2 separate regions of the Mus musculus genome follow, and region 2 is linked to region 1. The links are chromatin contacts, called in public promoter capture Hi-C maps. All regions are on one chromosome and are shown on one strand. Each heading gives the region's core, a stretch centred on a gene start, on an enhancer-like site or on the middle of the called end of the contact. The rest is flanking DNA. Distances are from core to core; before and after follow the strand shown. Region 1 has its middle 5.7 kb from the start of Twist1. Region 2 overlaps Hdac9 (histone deacetylase 9).

Region 1 (6,569 bases), core at 1,316-3,815:
GCAAAGGTTGAACAGATTTGCTAACACCTACTTCTTACCGAACTAAAGCACTGAAATAAGCAATGTGATACCAGTTTTATTTCCTTGTCACTATGGATTTTTGTCTTTTCCTTCATTTCCATTTCTGAGAAATGCCAATGTGCTAATGAAAACAATACATACATTATATATGTATATATACTTTATCTATGTAGAAAACTTAAATCATCAAGAGACAGTTGTGTGATTGCTTACTTCTTGAGTGAATGAATGATAGCCACCGTCATATTGGTTAAAAAAGAAAAAACATTTGCTCTATTAATGTTAACTCTATGGAAATCGTTCTCCTAAAATATACATACAGAATATACATCTGTGGGGTAAAATAAATAACCAAATTTTTGGTATCCCTTGTAATTTCAGGAGCGAGTATAATTCTTAATTCAGCCTCTAGTTAGGACCATGTACACACACACAAACACACACACACACACACACACACACACACACACCTGAAGCTCCGTAAAACAAGGACAGATGGTGCTGGGTTTTATTTCTGTCAGGATATTTCTGGGACAAAAGCATAGTTTTTGTCTTTGTTTTTAACCATTAAACTAGTGATTTTTAAAAATCGGTTTAGTCCTTAATTTTTTGACCATGTTAATACATTCACATACAAACAGGGGTTTTCCAGGCTGGAAATGATTGAGGTGCCTAATGCACACAATCACTTAGATAAGCCTGCATCTCCAGGTAAATTGCATTTACATAACTGGAGATTATTTTATTACCTGAAGGTTTTTCTTTCACTCTTCACACAACAGTACCAAATGTTGCCATGACACCATTGTAAGATAATTGTTGTGAATATTTTTAGGCCACATTTTACAATAAGGAGCCTCCAGTTATAGTAAAATATTAGTGAAAGCTTAGTGAGTTACTGGGTTTGTTTTGCTATTCTGTTTTTAAATTTTTGCTAATCATTTAACCTTATAGTGAAAAAGAAAGGGCAATTGATTGTGTGTGGTGCATCCGTGGTGGTTGTGGATTGTATGTGTGTAAGATAAAACTGTAAAGAGTCCTAAAAGGATGAGGGAGATGCCAAGATGACAATTTCCTCTTGCAAGAGCTGTCCCATTGTGCCCATTTTCCAGATGTTCTTGGGGAAGCATCCATGCTCACTAGCCTGGTCTGACTATTTGATATTTCAGATGTCTTGAAGTTCACCAAGAGGGAAGTCCCATCGTGGCTGAGAAGGTAAATGCTATCCTAATGCTGGACCCTTAAGGAAAGAGTAGCTCACATTCGTCTCTTTATTTCCACTTTTTTTTCTTTTTATGAAAGAAAACCGGGGATAGGCGATCCCATACTGACAGTAATAGGAAAAGGGCAGAATATTTTCTCCCGGAATTTCATAAAAATAGACTTTTTTTGAAAAGCTCTTGAGTAGTTTTATTTAAGTGAGGCAACTTTGTGGCGGAAATTGCTTCCTAGAATATAATCTTCAAGAGTGTAAGCTTGCAAAGTTATTTCTTTACTCTCACCTCCTCTAATGCAATGAAAAATGCTCTACTCTTCATAGTAGAAATGACCTGTTTGTTCACCTCTCTGGTTACTCTCATTTCATTATTTTGATGATAGTTACCTTTGTTTAAAATATACTTGGCTAAATTACCCGTTTATCACAGAGATGCTAAATAACATCAAGTAAAGTGCTTCGACTCCTGTCTTTTGTCTCCCAACCACAATGCTGTGGCTAAGAGGAAGAATTATGCTAAGTGATCTTCCATGTAAGAATTGAATTTATTTTTACTCTGGAAATAGTTGTTTTGTCTTGTTTATAATTTTCTCCAATTGATAAACCTTCGACTATAGCATTAAGTGTGCTCAGGCACACACATTGTGTGTGTGTGTGTGTGTGTGTGTGTGTGTGTATGTATGTGTGTGTGCGCGCCTGTGTACACATTAAGCAATGTATAGATAATTGAGGCACCGTTGGAGACCCCTTACCCAAAGTGTCACACATTAATAAAATAACCTCAAATAGAAACTCACAACCTGTGTACTTTCTTCCCACTTTCAAGACTGGCACCGGCTTCCTGCCCCTGGGGTCTTTGGTCTCTAAGGGAGCTTTTTAAGGGACACTTGGCCTCTTGCAAAAAAGTAGAGCATTTTGCACATTCCATAGTTTGGCAAAGTCAGAACTAGTTATTTTCTCTAGACCAGTATCAAGTTCTTCTCAGGCATATGATTTCACTTGAAGTCCTGCCCAGGAATCCTTCAAAGTGAGCATTTGTCCCGCTCTCATGATGTCAGGCGGTTTTCCCTGCATCTGTAATTTGAAGAAAAACAAACAAAACTGCGGGGGGAACAAACGCCACGGAAACCCAAACAGAACTCCGTGGGGAAGGAGGGTCTCACCTGCATAGGGTGCACCAGAGGGGCACCAACTGAGGCTACCCAGTGTGGGTGGCAATCTGGCCAACCTTGTTGAGAAAGTGTCAATGTCGCTGCTCTCTGTGGATGGCACGGACCCACCACTCTGGGCCTCTGGCCGCTGCTCGAGGCCGCTGCGCCAAGTGTCAGCGGTAGCACGGGGAAACAGATACAGACACAGGCAAAGACCCAACATCAAATTTCCAAAGACAGGCCGGCATTAGTGACAAAGTGGGGGTCGGGAAGGGAATCCCCAGGGGCCACTTTTCCAGAAATTTCTGTTAATGTGTCATAAAGAGTGCCCCACCCCTAGCAGCAGTGAAAGTAGAAGCGCTCCAGCACAATGGAAGATTCTTCTTCCTTATTTTTAACAGCGACAACCCCATTATTTCCCCGACTAGTCCTTGGAAAGCGACTATCGAAAATACAAATAGGATTGATTTTCTGTTCAGTGTTCAGTGGGCAGCAAAAGACAGACCTACTAAGCCTAGTACTGGGTGCGGTTTCCATTCTCTTTTGTTTCCAGGCCCCAAGACGCAACCCCCGCTTAATGTTCTTAGCAAATCAAAGCACGCATCCTTTGAAGAAGGTGTGTAATTGGAGTTTGAGGCATATATGGAATTCCCAGATGTCTATAAAGTAAAAAGGAGCCTATGGCAGGTCGCTGGAAGGTGGGGCAAGTTACAATCACTGCCATACGCCGAACTGCTTCATTTTCTCTCCCTTGATAAAGGCCAGCAAATTAAGCCTCAGGAAAGGTCGGGATGTGAGCATCGTCTACAAGCATCTTCTTGTACCAGAATCATAGCAGAATAGCAAAAAAGCACATGGTCAGAAAACCTCAAGGAAAACAGTCAATTACAGTGGGGATTTCGTGGGCGCCCTGCAACAAGATCATTTGGGTTTGCTGCAGTAAAGGCCGTCAGTGGCTTCTTTATTGTTTATGTGGACTATGTTCTGTTTCTTCTTTTCCCTCTTACCAAACTGGTGTTGTCGTTTTTTTGCAACATGTGACTTAGGCTGAGGCCAAAGGAACAAAACTTCAGACTATTAAAGGAAAAGGCAGTGCTGAAAACATTCCTTCCAGAAGGCAGCTTTCTTGGGGGTGGGGGTGGGGGTGGGGAGGGGAGATTGGGAGCGGAACGAGTGAAATTACATTTATGTAAAACAGGCAGCCTAAGGGTCTACCAGATAGAGGGAAGGCACCGCGAAAGGACACCAACATCACCCACCCTCTTTCCGGTTGTACCGAAGAAGGTGAAGAGGAGTGAGATGTGAGCTGACACGAGTTGTGTGTGAGTGTGAGTGTGAGTGTTGTTTCCCAGGCAGGTTTTGTTTTGTTGTTTTGGTTTTGGTCTGGAGCCCGAATCGAAAAATGACTTTTCCGTAGGGCAAGGCAATTGCCGTTTTATCTACCTGTAGAGTGGTCCTCCAGGTGGGAGATCTATGGGTGTGCTGAGGAAATTGGGTTTAGCAAAGGTTATCACTGGGAGGGGGGCGTTTTTTTAATTTTTTTCAGGAGTTTTGACTTGAGGGCTGGAGCAATGAGGGACTAGAACAAAGAATAGCAAGGAAATGGCCCCTAAGGCCCAAGGCAGAGGTAGAAGGGACTGGCTGGGGAAGCGGGTGTGACAAGTGAAAGGTCGGGCAGGTACTTGAGGAAGTTTATCTTGCCCAGATGTTAAAGCTTTTATGAAATGTCACGTGAAGAGAACAGATGTGAAAGTCGCAAGTGGAGCCACGCCCTTAAGCACAAGGAAGGCTTGCAGGGAAATCCAGGCATAAATCAACAACCTTTGTTTTTTTTTTTTTTTTTTTTTTTTTTTTTTTTTTTTTTTTTTTTTTTTTTTTAATATCTATCTTCTCTCTTAAATACTCACTCATAGGAAGTGAAGGTCCATCTTAACTGCCTCTTCCTGAAATCCCCGATTCTTCCCTGCCCAGCCAGGCCTTTGTTTCTCCTCAGCTTGCCTGTTTTCCTTCCTCATGTCCCTTTCCCCACCTCCCAAGTTTCTCTCCCTTCTTCTTTGCATTTGATCCTGAGCAAAGTATCTGGTCTCGGTTTGGAAAAGCTGAAACTAATCAATTGCCTATTTGAAGGGGTAGAGAGTGATAAGCGAGCAGGAGGCTTGACAGACTCTAAAGCTCCAAGATGCTTGGATGGGCTGAAAGATGAGCATGTGATCTTCCCTCCTGGGGCTGGGAACCATTGCTCTGGAGATCCTTGCATCCTTGGGGAGAGGCTTTCACCAAGGCAAGAGACTGCTTTGATTGAAAAGGGATTTGTTCTTTCAAAAGACTTGTGCACATAAGATACCTGTTCCTCCACAGGAGATGGAAGCTTGGCCTATAAACACAATTTAAATGAATTAACAGTTACCCAGTTTGGGAAATGAATAAGATTCCCTTTTCTGAGTTTAAGAGGGATGATCATGGAAGGCCTTGTTAATACTAATGTGTGGCCATGCCAGGATCTCAACACACAGCAAGAGTTTAAATGTTTGCTGTCTATACAGTAAAAATGTAAGGTAACTGTGCTATGCCTCTTTTTTTTTTTTTTTTTTTTTTTTTTTTTTTGGTAACTGCAACACATCCCTAAATCATTTATACTGCATCTGGCTTATTTATTATATAGCTTTCTGTAGGGCTTTATGTTTTAACAAAAACTTAAGGAGTTAGAGTAAAATTTTCTTCCACAACATTAAATCCAATTTTAGGGTTTATCTTGTTCTTAGAATTTCCTCCAAGCTGAGAGAGTGAGAATTCAAAGAGATGCCATTAACGGGTAACCAAAATTTTCAATACCCATAACCAGATAAACAGGCAGGTCCTTTCATAGCATTTAGTCTCAGTACCTTCTGAATCCTATCTAAACCATGTCACCAGGGTGCACTGCTTTGGGGTGCATATATTCTTATCTGGTTATAGCCCCTAAACATCTTGGATTCTGACCCTGTAAACAGATCCTCCCCCCCCCCTTGGATTTGCTTGCTCTTCAAGGAAACATTAGATTGAACCCCCCTTGACCCCCCACCAATATAAAGATTTCTTTGGGGGACTTCCAGGTCTTCATTTTCTAAAACATACCACCATACAACCTCTCTCTCCCTCTCTCTCTCTCTCTCTCTCTCTCTCTCTCTCTCTCTCTCTCTCCCTCCCTCCCTCCCTCCCTCCCTCCTCCTCTCCTGTTTTACTCTGTAACTTAAAGGGCTGGGGACTTTTGTGGAAACCATTTCCCCACTGCAGATTTAGCAGTGAGACGAGATCCCTTAGAGTCCTGTGGGTACAGCTCTGAGACAGTCTGGCAATCCACTCCTGGGGGCAGAGTCCTGCCTTCCCTGACAGTATTCTTTAAAATGTTCTTGTAAATCCCATTTGTACTTTGAACAGATTTCTGTTAGCCTCCTGCTTCATTCCACCCCTGACTTCTCTTGCCACTCCCCATCAACACACACCTTTTAAAACTTCTGAGTATTGTAGCACAGAAAAGAGACCCAGGATGGAGAAGAATCCTTCCTCTTCCTTCTTTCTCTGCAGACTGAGTGAAATTTAAAACACATCTCATAGATCAGTTTTCCTCCTCTGATGTTAGACACAGTCCACGACCCGGATTTTCAAATAGCCAGGCAGGAGTCTGCAATATTTAATCCAGCCAGCTATTAAATGTCCTCAGGCTAAATCAGGAACACAAGAAAGAATCCTTACGGGATAATGATACCAAGAGCAGTTGGGTGGAGGGAGGGGGAGGGGCAAATAAGGGGCAGACAACTCCAGAAATATCTTTCACTTGAAAAACTCTGGTTTTAGAACTCCTGTCAGAATAATAACAAATCGAAGAAACCTGAAAGAAAAAGTCTTTGCTCAAGGATATAATTTTAATGAAATACAACAACAACAACAACAACAACAACAACAACAACACACACACACACACACACACACACACACACACACACACACACACACTTAAAAACTGCTTCAGAGACTCCGCTTTTCCTTTACCTATTAGGGACTAGGAGGGTCCGTAACGTGATCCCGTCCCTCTTCCTGCCGCCCCTTCTTTCCCCAATTAAACCAAAACGGTTGTAGTTAGGAGCCTGGCCGGCGGGCTGAGGCTGTTCACTACATCTCCGTTCCTGCTCCAGCGCTTGCAT
Region 2 (6,569 bases), core at 2,640-5,139, 190 kb after region 1:
CTGGGAAATATACAGATTTTGCTTGGATCACAACATAGTTTGTCTTTGTGTGTGTGTGTGTGTGTGTGTGTGTGTGTGTGTGTGTGTGTGTGATTTTTTCCCCCTATGATTGACCATCAATAAATCTTCACCCCAGGGGGGGAAAACAGAATTTTTACACATTTATATGTCAAGACTAATTGGGTTTTAGGAATCATGTTAAAGATGCATTTGTAAATAGGGATTCTGTTCATCTATTCTGGAAACAAAATTATATATGAAATAAACTTTAGATGTATGCCCAACTAATAGTTTTCATATATAACATCATCATAAATAATGGACTTTCCTACAAATGAAAAAAGAAAGTATTGTCTTGAGTTTTCCCTTTTTGCTTGAGTCGAGTCCTTATTCTCTCATTTCAAAAGTTTCTTTGATGGTTTGAGAAAACAGATGGACTTTTTTAAGGCTGTGTAGAAAAAAAAAAGAGTACAGAGTCCACACCAAGGACAAAATCATCTTTCCTGTCTAGAAATATATTTATTTAAGAATTATATAACTATAATTAAATAATGTCATGTCATTACAAAGCTTGTATTTAAAATTTGCAACTGAAAAGCCATGGAAACTGGGTAGCGCTAGAGCCTTGGATGGAATGCAAACTCCCACAGCCCCACAGAAAGAAAAAGACCCAGCGTTTTTGCTGGAGTAGCACGATATGCCATCCTATCATTTCCCCATATTAAATTTAAGTGACAACTAGTTGTATTCATCAACAATGCCTAGCTTCATGAAGAGATAAGACTCACTGAGATGTATGCAGACCTAGTAAAATCTAAAGTTTATGGACGGAAATGCAAGTCATGAACTGTTCATCTGATGGCACCTTGTTATCTTTACCTGTAATCATTTGCATTCTTCCTTAACATCTACCTTGCATCCTGTGGTCCTCACCACTGCCTCCTATCTTTCTAGCTCTGACTCTGTTGTCATGGCTGCAGTAATGTCAGCTTCTGTTGGGTAGCAGAAGGGTGCATGCTGCCAGTGAGCCTTGACCTCTTGTGGGCTCCTCCTGTGGACACTGTAATGTTAATGCTTAACTTCCTCTAGCCTCCATCTCTAAGTCACTTCTTAGCCTGAGCTCACCCCCTCAGTGATCTCAGCAGGGCTTATAACTTTGTCTGGCTTAAGATCTATCCTGAACTCAAAATGCATCCAATTGCCTTCTTGACATATTCGCTAGGATATCCAAGGGGTATCTTAAACTTGGCATTTTCAAAGATAAATACCTTATTATCATAGTCAAACGGATTCCACACATTTTCCTGATCAGGTCATCAGCAACTCCTCTCTGTGCAGTACATGGATCCCAACCCTGAGGTCAGCATTTACTCCAACTAACCCTAATGGAGTTTGGCCAAGTAGCACTCAGTCACCTTCACAATAAACCTAAGTGTACCCTCCTCTCAACACTCTCTGTCACCCCACCTCATGCTTGCTCCTGTTCCCTGGCTCTCTGTTCTTGCCTTTCTAAGTCTAACGACTCCTCTCGATGATGGTTCTATCTTCTTGTCTCATCCTCTTCAGCTTTGCATGCGAATGCCATCTGTAAATGGAGCCATCTCTGATCACCCCTTAGAAAATCATGATTCTCACTTCTTTAATATAACTAGACTGTATTCTCGCCTTAGTCTTTGTTAGCTGAACAACAACTTTTATTAAACTGTATTTTTTCATTCTGTTTAGATTTTAGTTACCAGACTCCTCCAAAAGGCCGTTCTCCAATAAGGCAAAATGTTCTGCATCTGTGATTTCTAATGTGGTAGTAGATATCTTTACATGACTACCAAGTCTTTGAAATAATTTAAGTTTTAATTTAAATGGACACATGAGTACCACATAAATAATCTAAATATAAACTGTATGAGAGCACAGCTTACTAGTTTTTATTTTTAGAATGATGTTACTCCAAATCTACCAGTTCACCGGGCATACAGGAGGTGTGCAATGTATGTCTGTGAGAGAAGACTTACTCATCTTTATTTTTCTTTCTGGCTTGATTCACTCACTCAAACATCATCAAACTCATGATAATTATGAGGAAGAAAGCAGAGTTTTCAGTTAAATCACTATCCTAAAGCCAGCCCATTTTGCAAAGGATAACTGTGAAGCTCTACAAGCTGTGTCCCTGCAGTGAGCAGTTATCTGTCCACTGTTTGCAGCATTATCTCTGCTTTCCACCGCCTTCACCATCTAAGTGAAAGGAAAGCCAAGGACACAGTTGCTGGGCACCAAAGTTGCAAGTGTGGTGACTTTCTGCTGTCACTACCTGAATCACATAGATAACAAAAAAGATAATTTTGTTTTCTCAATCTTTTTACCCACTTGAAACTCTGTGTACGCATTCAACACTCAACTTCAGAATAAAACGAAATGAGAAGAAGTAGATAGGAGGAGCAATAACTGACTACAGTCTGGAGACAGGAGAAGAATAATGGCATTTAAAAACAATGAGGGTCTGGAGTAAACAAGCTTCTTAAATTCAGCCATCTGATGACCCCTACGTAGGCAAAGGGAAGCTATGAATAGCAGAGCAAGCAGCTTCTGATTAGCACCCCATATTTAAATTCACAAGCCAGGTCTTATCAACCATCCTATGCAGATTTTCATAGCCTTGTATGAGCAGCTCAGAATATGATCCACCTTCCTTTGCCTTCTACATCCTCTGAACACCCCAGCCCCCAACATGGGGATTAAATCAATGACCTCTCGTGGTCAGTAAGCACTTGACTACTGAGCCTTCGTATTACATTTTAAAGCTTTGGAACAATCTCACTTCAGTTGTTGATCTTGAACTCACGCATGCTGTGGCTGAAACAGTCCTTGTGTCCGAGTCTCTCAAGCAGTTTAACTATATGATACCCCTGCACCACTAAGCCCAGTGTGGATTTCTGTTGGTGTGGTCACTCTCATTTACCTGTACTGTGTGCCCTTCGTTAACCAAGTCCCTGTGAGAGAGATGATGATGGGAGCAAACTGGTATTCAAGGACCAAGTTACTTCTGTACAGTTTTGCAAGTCAGGGTCTAGCTTCCTCAAGGGGGAGAGAAATTTATGCTTTCTATATACAAGACGTCACTCTGGGACAGAAGAAATACCAGTGGAAATGTCAGAGAGAGAGAGAGAAAGAGAGAGAGAGAGAGAGAGAGAGAGAGAGAGAGAGAGAGAGAGAGAGAGATCAGTTTGTCATATGAGCATAAATAGGAAATACATTCCAGTTGCAAACCCCAGCTGTTCATAGCTCTGGCTGTTTTTATGCTTTTGTTTCCTGCTCTGGAAATGGGGTGTCACAGCAAAGCTGCTTATCTGACGATCTTGTTACAAAGAATAAGTAGGAGTGATTGATTTTATTCTACATTGTAAGCATTTATTACCAGTCTTGTGTCTCTTGCTACTCTAGAGGGAGAATTTTGCAGAGCTGTATTAGTGAGCCGAACACTTCCATTTCCATTTGAAGATGACCAGATAGGGTTCTTTAAACAGTCAGATTCTTGGTGCCTGAAGGAAGACTGGAAAGAACACTCTCTGCTGTTTCTTAGTCCTTAACACCACAGTGCATGCTCACCGAGGTTCCTTTCTTTTTCATTTCTTTTTGTTTTCTGAGTTTGGATTACCGCAACTCGCTCTGCCATGGGGAGGCTGGCCTTGAACTTGCTGTGATTGGCCTCTCCTAGCTGAGGCCAGGAGACACACAGACGTAGGTCTGAAAGATGATAATTTTCTCTAATTGTTTTCTACCACTCCTAGGAGTAAAATGAGTTATTCAACCTAGGAGGGTCTGAGGTAAGGATTATAGAAGTGGGTGAAGGTAAAGAGTTACTCTTCATGTCCTCCCTTCACTACATCAAAGTCATCAAACAGATCCCTGGAAGAATCCACATACCCCAGAGGAAGTGCTTCCACCACCCAGACCCTGCTAACTTGTCACAATTCCAGTGTTTGTTTTGTGTGTAGGCATCTCTAGGGCCAGATTAAACAAACAGACATAGCTAGTGTGCAAGTTTTCTACTTTCAGGGGATGACTGTTCTAAACATTTGGTGATCGATTCTGTTGGCCTGAAAAGTTGGTTGAAATTGACCTTCTACTTGCCAAATACCTGAAAGCACCCCTTGAGGCTATGACAGCAGGAGCCGGACCAGAATGCACTGGAAAGAAGAGAAGCCAGACTCCCCAGCATCCTTGAGCTATTACATTGGCCTGGTACTTACTCTGTGAAGTCGGCTGCCGCAGTGATTTACTCTAGTGCCTGCAGTGGTGTCTTTCCCTAATTGCTGAGCTCATTTTGCACCCTAGTGCCAAATAGTCCCCCAGAGACTACTGAGTAAAACAACAGGCAAAGTTCCAGTGACCATCACAGATCCTTAATGAAACGCAGCTTTTAAAAGCAGACGACCTTCCTGGAACAGCCCCAAGTAGCAGACACTCCCATTTTCTTTAGGCACTTTGGTGAAATTAGCTCCATTTAATAAAAGATTCCTTCTGTTGGCTACTTGGGCAATGATATGGTTTTAGGGACTCTTATATGTGCCTTATTTAGATAATTGCACTAGAGCAAAAAGGAGAATACAGTACACGATGGATGGTACTATGGGGATGGGGAATATTTTTGACTAAAAATCTCCTCCGAAAGCTGTTTATAGTAGACTCAGGAAACTGCAAATAAGTGAACAGAGCTTGCAACCTACTTTGAACCTGAGATAATAGAGTCTAAAGGGACCACTGGATATTACAAGTATGCACTGTGAAAGACAGATCAGAGAGACTCATCGAAATACCACAAGGTCAGGGTTGGAAGGAGGTCGAGAAGCACAATAAATCCCGCGCTGTTACCTGGTCCTGACTGTCTGTGCTGCAGAATCTTTGCCTGTCTGTCACTTCCCCCACCAATGCTTTCATCTTTCTCTTTCAGCTGCACTTAAAATCACATGACAGTGCTGCCAGAGAGAAATACATATATGTATGCATGCGTGGACACACAAAATCTCTTTGAAAGACTCCAGTAAACATCTTTCCTTTTAGTTTCAGAAGGCCATGCTGGAAAAGACCATGAATTATGCTGGCTATAGCATAATCCCTGGCTCAACAACATATCCCCTCTCTTTTATTCCTTGTTTCTATCCTGAGCAGTCAAAAGTGGCTGCTTTCCTTTGACATGTCTATGGTCGTGTTTATCAAATGAAGAAGTATGTTGTATCGAGGGGTTATCACTAGCCTTCAGTATTTACATGTGCTGGTCTAGCTAGACTGATTCTCTCTTATGCAAAATTGTGAGAGACCTGTGCTGTGAACAGATAAAGACTTCAGAACTGCAAACTCAGGTAGTTCGGGCTTTGGTCAATAGTGGCTAATTATTTCTCAGCTGACCTGTAAGTTATTCTGACACATTTAACAGATCCACAGTTGTGGTTTGAGAAGTTAGTTGGTCACGGGTAGGACTTTTGCTCAGCATATACAAAGCATTGGCTTCTAACTTTAGCATTTTAAAATAGGCCAACAGGTTGCTATCAAGACACAAACCTGATCAGTATGATAGGCCATGTCTATAATTCATGCTACATACATGCTTGAAGCAACAGAACTGCAAGATTGAATCCACTTGGGCTACATATCGAGTGCAAAGCTAACCTGATCAACTGAGTAAATCCATCTCTCAAAATAATGTCTCTTTAAAAATCTGAGATTAGACTGATATGATGGAGTGGTTACTTAGCCTCTAAAATGCTCTGGGATCTCTTCCCAGCACAGTAAACATACAAACAAACAAACCACAACAACACACTAGCCTAGACATAGGTAACTCCAGTGCAGAAGAGTGGTATGCTATTCATGCTTAAACTTGTTATGATCTGGGTCTAAAGCATTCTCGAGGCTCATGAAAGTATTGGGACTGTTTAATGGTGGCGGACGGTTGTTGTGTGAGTGCTAAATGATACCTTTCCAGACTGGTTAGTCTTAATCTTTTCTAATCTTCACAACTCTATGTAATAGATAATTTCATTTGGGAGTAAGGGAATTCAAGTGATTAAGGCTAACTAAAAGTCCAAATACTTTGTCTAAGCTGACACAATTGGAAAGACATCAGAAATAAGTCCTAAAGAAAGACTCAGTGGAGTCTGCCTGCATTAAGAAATTAATTAATGCTGGGCAGTGGTGGTGCATGCCTTTAATCCCAGTGCTTTGGGGGCAGAGGTAAGCAAATCTCTGAGTTTGAGTCCAACCCAGTCTGCAGAGCTAGTTCTAGGACAGCCAAGACTACATAAAAAACCTTGTCTCAAAAGACCAAACCTACCCTCTAAATAAGTAAATTAAATTAGAAGAAAGTAATAATTAATTAGTTTAAGACCAACCTGATTTTTTTTTTTCATTTTCGAGACACGGTTTCTCTGTGTAGCCCTGGCTGGCTGTCCTGGAACTCACTCTGTAGACCAGACTGGCCTCAAAACTCAGAAATCTGCCTGCCTCTGCCTCCCAAGTGCTGGGATTAAAGGCGTGTGCCACCTGATTTATATAGGGAATTCTAGATCAGCCAG

The links. Promoter capture Hi-C pulls out the DNA fragments that hold promoters and counts their contacts.
Region 2: a promoter capture Hi-C map of the 3T3-L1 cell line shows a contact between it and region 1, with 5 times the contacts expected there. The contact joins two enhancer-like sites. A contact is called at or near these places in 3 of 39 promoter capture datasets (the 3T3-L1 cell line and 3T3-L1-derived adipocytes), 6 of 484 Hi-C or Micro-C datasets (CD4 T cells, adipose-derived mesenchymal stem cells, cranial neural crest and 1 more), 1 of 115 datasets of contacts at active chromatin or transcription factors (craniofacial prominence) and 1 of 9 other capture datasets (pancreatic islet).

Annotation. Positions count from the first base shown.
Region 1 is chr12:33,960,071-33,966,639 of GRCm38.p6, forward strand. No RefSeq gene overlaps it. Among named protein-coding and RNA genes, the nearest start is that of Twist1, 5.7 kb to the left of the region's middle. Within about 2 kb of position 2,566, at least 15 of the 459 cell types and tissues checked have an H3K27ac peak or open chromatin away from gene starts, as enhancers often do.
Region 2 is chr12:34,151,647-34,158,215 of GRCm38.p6, forward strand. The region is part of intron 24 of Hdac9 (histone deacetylase 9); the gene reads right to left. Among named protein-coding and RNA genes, the nearest start is that of Gm51984, 60 kb to the right of the region's middle. Within about 2 kb of position 3,890, at least 12 of the 459 cell types and tissues checked have an H3K27ac peak or open chromatin away from gene starts, as enhancers often do.